2 separate regions of the Macaca mulatta genome follow, and region 1 is linked to region 2. A link is a contact called in public Hi-C data. All regions are on one chromosome and are shown on one strand. The core of a region is the stretch at or near the end of the contact, and the rest is flanking DNA. Distances in the headings are between cores, read along the strand shown.

What was found. A called contact is a pair of places that touch in the nucleus more often than the background predicts.
Region 1: a contact with region 2 is called in a Hi-C map of fetal cortex germinal zone, with 1.9 times the contacts expected there. The contact joins the promoter of PGBD1 here to the promoter of ZKSCAN3 in region 2. A contact is called at or near these places in 2 of 14 Hi-C or Micro-C datasets (fetal cortex germinal zone and fetal cortical plate).

What each region holds. Positions count from the first base shown.
Region 1 is chr4:155,064,029-155,067,225 of T2T-MMU8v2.0, reverse strand. It overlaps PGBD1 (piggyBac transposable element derived 1), which reads left to right and starts at 1,696. Exons shown (of 7, transcript XM_001099547.5): 1 at 1,696-2,302.
Region 2 is chr4:154,993,406-154,996,870 of T2T-MMU8v2.0, reverse strand. ZKSCAN3 (zinc finger with KRAB and SCAN domains 3) reads left to right here and starts at 1,457. Exons shown (of 7, transcript XM_028847752.2): 1 at 1,457-1,544. The region is part of intron 1 of ZSCAN31 (zinc finger and SCAN domain containing 31); the gene reads right to left.

The sequences.
Region 1 (3,197 bases), core at 447-2,946, 70 kb before region 2:
ATGTGTCCACCATTGTAGTTTCATTGCCCTAAAAATCCTCTCTGTCTTACCTATTATGCATCCCTCCCTTTCTCCAGTCCCTAGCAACCACTGACCTTTCTACAGTCTTTATAGTGTTGCCTTTTCCAGGATGTCATGTATACAGGTGGAGTACCCCAATCTGAAAATCCAAAACACATTACAATGTGAAACTTTTCAGCACCAATATGATGCCACAAGTGCAAAATTTCACACCTGACCTCATGTGACAGGTCATAGACAAAATGCAGTCAAGACTGTTTCGGCCAGGCACAGCGGCTCAAGCCCGTAATTCCAGCACTTTGGGAGGCCAAGGCTCCTCACCTGAGGTCAGGTGTTTGAGACTAGCCTGGCCAACATGGCTAAACCCCATCTTTGCTAAAAATATAAAAATTAGCCGGGTGTGGTGGCACGCACCCGTAGTCCCAGCTGCTCGGGAGGCTGAGGCACGAGAATTGCTTGAACCCCGGAGGCGGAGATTGCGGTGAGTCAAAATTGTGCCTCTGCACTCCAGTCTGGGCAACAGAGCAAGACTCAATCTCAAAAAAAAGACTTTGTTTCATGTACAGAATTATTTAAACTGTATAAAATTAGCTCTATGTGAGTAAGGTATATATGAAACAAATGAATTTCATGTTTAGACTTGGGCCTCATCCCTAAGATATTTCATAATGTATGTATATATTCCAAAATCTGAAATTGGAAACACTTCTGGCCCCAAGCATTTCAGATAAGGGATACTCAACTTGTTGTTGAAATCGTACAATATGTAGCTTTTCAGATTGGATTCTTTCACTTTCTAGTATGCACTAAAATTTTCTCCATGTCTTTTCATGCCTCGATAGCTCATTTTTTTCATTTTTTTCTTGTTTTCTTTTTCTTTTTTCTTGTTTTCTTATAAACAGATGTTTATAGCAGCTTTATTCATAATTGCCAAAACTCAGTGGGTAAATGAATAAATAATGGGTCTGTTTTTAAAAGAGTGTTTTATATTTTTACTATTGAACATCTTTTCACATGTTAATTTGTCACTTACCTTGTTTTGTGTATAGTAACATTCATATCCTTTACTGATTTTTCTACTAAAGTCTCCTTTTACTCTTAAACAGAAGTGCCCTTAAAAATCAAATAGGGAACTTGCATATCAACATTTTAAATGCATATGTCCTTTGGCTGATCAGTTCTAATATGTGGCATTTATCCTAGAAATACATTCTTAAAAGAATGTAAAGGTATTGAATGATGTTCCCTCTAGCATGGCTTTTAAAGAAAAAATATAACCTAAGTATGCATCAATAGGATAGTTAAGTAAATTATGGAACACCCATACAATATTACTTAGCTGTTAAAGAATAAGCTGATCTGTGAAGATCTCCAAGCTGTCTTAACCGAAAAGAGCTAAGGTGCAAAATTACATTATGATACCATAAGTGTTTTTAAATGTATAAATGCTTATTCACTAAACAAAATGTTTATTACATGCTACTGTGTGACAGGTAGTGTCCTAGATAAATATGCACAAAATACAATGGTTAACTCTAAAGAGTGGGACATTTTTCGTTTTATGGTCCTTCTGCAACTTGACTTTTTTATTGTACGTATATTATGTATACTTAAAATAATTTGTACAGCTTACTATAATGGTCTTTTAATTGATCTGTTTCGCCTCCTAACCAGTGATGACCCCGAAGACAGACATTTACCACTCTGTTGGTTTTTTATTGAAATGATGTACATAAATGTGGGGCGTGCTTGCACCGTCCGGATGGGCCTGAGGTCCGGCAGCGGAGAGCGACCTGGGCGGGGCGGGAGGTGGCAGTGGGGGTCCTCCCGGATCACCAGAGAGACGAGCGGCCGTGCTCCTAGAGAGGCAAGGAACCCGCCAGACTCCGCCACTCGGCTGCGGGCGCGGCGAGTGGAGAAGCTTTTGTGCTGGCCCAGCTGCCGGAGGCGCCGGCGACACCCATCAGCCCCGCCAGCCCGCCAGTAGCACGGCTTGGGCTCTGGGGAAACCGGCGCTCTCGACTGGGCAGCCCCGGGCCTCTGCGCTCCCTCGGGAGCCTTTCACGAGGTCGGCTACGTCTTTGTTGTGCGCGTTCCTGAACTTTTGGTCCATTAACCAACAATTAGACACGCAGGTATTCAGTGCCTGGCGCGGTGCTAGATGCTGGGTGTAATCTCAGAAAAATACATTCTGGGGTGCGCCTGAGGGTGCTGGCTGCTGGCATCTCAGGTGCTTTACGTGCATTCGTGAAGAAGTCCATCAGTATTTGTTGAATACCAGGTACGTGCCGGGCTTGTAGAGTCTATGCAGAGATAAACTCCTGTCCTCAAGAACCCGGGTGGGGATGGGCTGGGTGATCTGTAATACGAGATGGAGGAGATGAAGGTTGGGAGCAGTTTTCCATGGGAACACCCATCTCTATCTGTGTGGCTTACTTTTCCTGTCTATATGTTAGGGTTAGGGGTGGCCAGGGAAGGTTTCACATAGAACATTTGCGCTGGCCCTTGGGATTTTACCCTTAGAAGGGGGGTCCTGACTGTATAGAGTGGGTGGAAAAAAAAATTGAGTACTTAGCATGGCAGTGAGATAAGGAATTTGGGAAGACCATGGCTTTCTTGAAAGTAGGAACTAAGTCTTTTATTCCAGAGTTAGCTTTATGCCTGGAAAACAATGAGATGCTCCACAAATGTTTATTGAGTGACAAACAAATCAGCAAAATCCAGTAAAGATTAGATCCTGGAGAGTTTGAGTTTACTTCAACGAGTTTAATGAAAACTTTGTATGTGTTTATGTGTGTGTAAGGTATGTTGAATATGGTCAGAATTGTGCTTTAGGGAATATTAATCCAGTGACCATAGAAGCGGGGAATTGGGCAGGAATACCATAACATTATTGTGACAGTGAATGAAAATGATAGTAAAATAATAAGGAAAGAATGGCTGCAAGAGGCATTTTTAAGAATTGACTTGATTCACTGATTGTATATAGAGGCTGTTTAAAAGACTGAATGCATGGAAGATGATGGTGATGCCAGTAGAAATGGAGAAATACGGAGTGAATGCAGCTTTGAGGAACTCTGATCTTAGTTTGAGATCTGTTGAAATTATAGTGCAGGAGAAGCCCACAGCTGCTGGCATTTCAAGATGTGGGTTTGGAGTGCAAAAAGCAAGCTGGA
Region 2 (3,465 bases), core at 208-2,707:
TTTTTTTTTTTTCCTACATGATTGTTGACTTTTTCTCTCTCACTCATTTGGAGATGTTAATTATATATTCAGTGGACTGATCCTTTGTCGACTGTATGTGTTGCAAATATCTTCTCCCAACCTTTTAATTTAACTGTCTTTTCCATTAGTTTCTAGTATCTTTTGATATAGTTTTAATTTTTAATGAGGTCAAATTTATTTATTGTTTTCCTTATAGCTTGTATGTTTGTGCAGTTTAAAAGAAATCTTGCTTTACTTGAGCTCATAAAAAAATGATTCTATAGAAGCAAACTTGTGAATAGAAAAAAGAGCAATGATTCTAAATTTTCTTTTAAAAGTCTGAAAGTTTGCTTACTGGAATTGATTTTTTGTGCAACATATAAAGTAGAAACCCAATTTTATTTTTTTTCCATTTAGATATCCAAATATTACAGTACTATTTGTCAAGTAGCTCCTTTCTTCCTCCCCGATTTGTAATGCAATTTCCGTCATATATCAAGCAGCCACACATACATGTTTGTTGCTCAGTCCTCAGTTCTGTTTCACTGGTCTATTTGTCTGTAGTTGTGCAAATACTATATTGTCTTAGCTGCTATAAATTTATAATAAATTATATAGGGCAAGTTTCTGCAGCTCCTTCATTTGTTTTAAAAATGGATTCATCACTCTTTAATTATTCCATATAAATTTAAAATCAACTAGTCAAGTTCCACCGAGCATAATTGGAATCTTGATTTGCTTTGTACTGAATTTGTGTATTATTTTAGGAAGGAATTATATCTTTATGATATTGAGTTCTCATATATATAGACATGGTATATATTTCACATACTTATCCTTAATGAATAAAGTTTCTAATGTATCTTTTGTGTATTCAGGTATCTTTTGTGTTTCTTTGCTTCTGTGATAGCTGTCTTTTAAAAATCACATTTTTATAATTTTGATGAAGAATGTGATTGTGAACATGAATTTTAAAAAGTCCAGCCACCTTGCTAAACTCTCTTATTAATCATCGTAATTTGAGTGTTAGATTATCTTGGATTTTCTATGTAAACCACGCAGCATACTCCTTAAAATTCATGTATTTAGAATTCATAGTTTAATTAGGCAATGCAATCAACTCTAAAAATAAAAGTACATTTAAAACACGTACCCTAACACTTTCCTTCTCACTCTTGTCCCCCTTTTCACTCAGTTTCTGACCGTTCACCTCTCATAGGTAACCACCATTATTAATTTTCCGATTTTTCCAGAGCTTCTTTGTGCCACACAGGCAAGCATAGTTTAGATTCTTTTTACTCTCTTCTATTCACAAATATAGCAAATTATGGAAAGAGTTCTGCACCTTGCCTTTCTCCCTTAGTTATAGCTGGAAAAATAAAAAAAATCAAAAGCCTCTTTAATAGCAAAAGGGGAGGGGAAACGAGGTGTCGAGCTAGCAAACGACAGAGTCTATCAGGGAGGTGGCTAGAGAGGCCCGGAAGTGGCTTCTGTGCCCCGCCTTGCGGGTGGTTTGCTAGTTTCGAGCACTTTGTGAGTATGGGGTGAGTAGCGGACGCCAGTTGGGCGTCCGCCTTCCACTGTGGGGTTAAATCTCATCCCGCGGCTCTCCTCCTGTCGGTCCTGCAGTTCTTTTGTCCCCTGGTAGAGGTGCGTTTGCAGGGGTGTGTGTGTGTGTGTGAATTTGTGGAGAGAGGCCCTTCCCTCCCCAATTCCTGCAGCCTCGGCTCCCAAGGAGGGAGACCCCTGCGAGAAGCCGTGGGGGAGGGAGGGGCGCTCTGCGTCTGAACGAAGTGGTGCTCGGCGTTCTTTCGTAGAGCCCAATATGAGTGTCCCTTGTTTAGCGCCGTTACCGAGTGTCTGGGTCGGTTCTTGAGGGTATCTGGAGACGGGATGCATGGGTCACATAGACAAGCCTCGAAAATGGGAGCCGTTACATTTTTGCACTGCCTGGTAACAAGGTCAGTTTCAAGGTCTTTAAATTATTCTGTGGTACTGGCCAAGAGCCAGAACGTTGGAGTCAGATTACCTGATTCGAATCCTGCCTCTGCCACTTACTGGCTGTGTGACTTTTCACTAGTTCCTAACCTCTCTCTGCCTCATTTTACTATTTTGCAAAATGGGGATAATATTCCTTAACTCACTGGGTTGTGAGGATTGAATGCATTAATATGTGTAAGGTGCAGAGTAAGCATGATTTAAAGATTTGCTTTTATTAGTAGTACCATTATTATTTATAACTATGATGACACATTATCTTTAATTACTGGTTTTTGTACGGTTGCTTTCAATTTTAGTGTCATTCATCAATTCACTTTGTAATGGATTATTTCTATATTTTAGGAGGGAAAAATAAGATACTCTGAAAAAGAGCCTATCCCAAAGCAAAGACCAAAACTGGTTTGTGTTGTACGTTGTGATACTCAAACTCCCAAAGGCTTTAAGATTCGGGGGTACCTTTTCCTTGGCTGGAGAGTAGGAGGAACAATAGAAGTTTTTAATAGTGAAAAAGGACGAGGACCCCTGGTTTTAGCAAAAATCTGATGTCCTGCTTAGTGCTGGAGATGCACCAGTTTTTGAGCTTCCAGGAACGCCCTAGCCTGAAACTGGCTTCCTACTAACACCCTTCATTTCAACCCAACTTCCACAGGGTTAACTCTCTTTTCTAGACTTGTAACTCTTTTCTGTTAATGAGAAACTTTCCTTTCCTTATCGTCAGTATATTTACTGATTTGATAAATAATTTGTGTTTGCAACCAATTTCCCAATCTTGTGCCTTCCCACTGTGATCAATTTGGCTCAGATCCAAGTAGGGTCCAGGTAGTGAAACCTAAATGCAGTTTGTGGAATAAATGATATAAATGTATCAGTGTTGTTTTCCTGCCATAGACTTCCTCCCTTTCCCACCGTGGACACCCTCCTCATTCCACTTGGGCTCCAGATTCACTCTGGGTTGGGCTGTGGCTCTCTCTTGCCTTCTTTGACCCTACCTTAATGCTTTTTGACTGTATTATTCAGGAAGGAAGGAAGTTAGGACTTTGTTCAATTTTCTAAAATTTTGGAGAGAAATTTAAACACATTTAATTGTAGAGAGAATGTTACAGTGAACACCAATATAACCATGACTCGGCTTCAGCCATCATCTTCTGGTCATTTTCATTCTTCTTTTCCCTCCTTTCCCCTCTCTTTCCTTCCCTTCTCCTCCTCCTTCCCTTCTGTCTTCCTCCTTCCCTTTTACCTGTTCCCTCTTTCCCTCTCTCCTTTTTTTCCCTCTCCCTCCTTTGTCTTCCTTTCCCTCCCTCCCTCTCCCCCTCTTTCTTTATTTCTTTTTTTTTCCTCATTACATCCCTCCTCTCTTTCATTTTATAACAAATTGCAGATGGAAACATTTTAATTCACTCACAAGTACAAGTACTTCAGTGTCAATTTCTTATATATAAGGACTTTTATCTTGATATAATCATA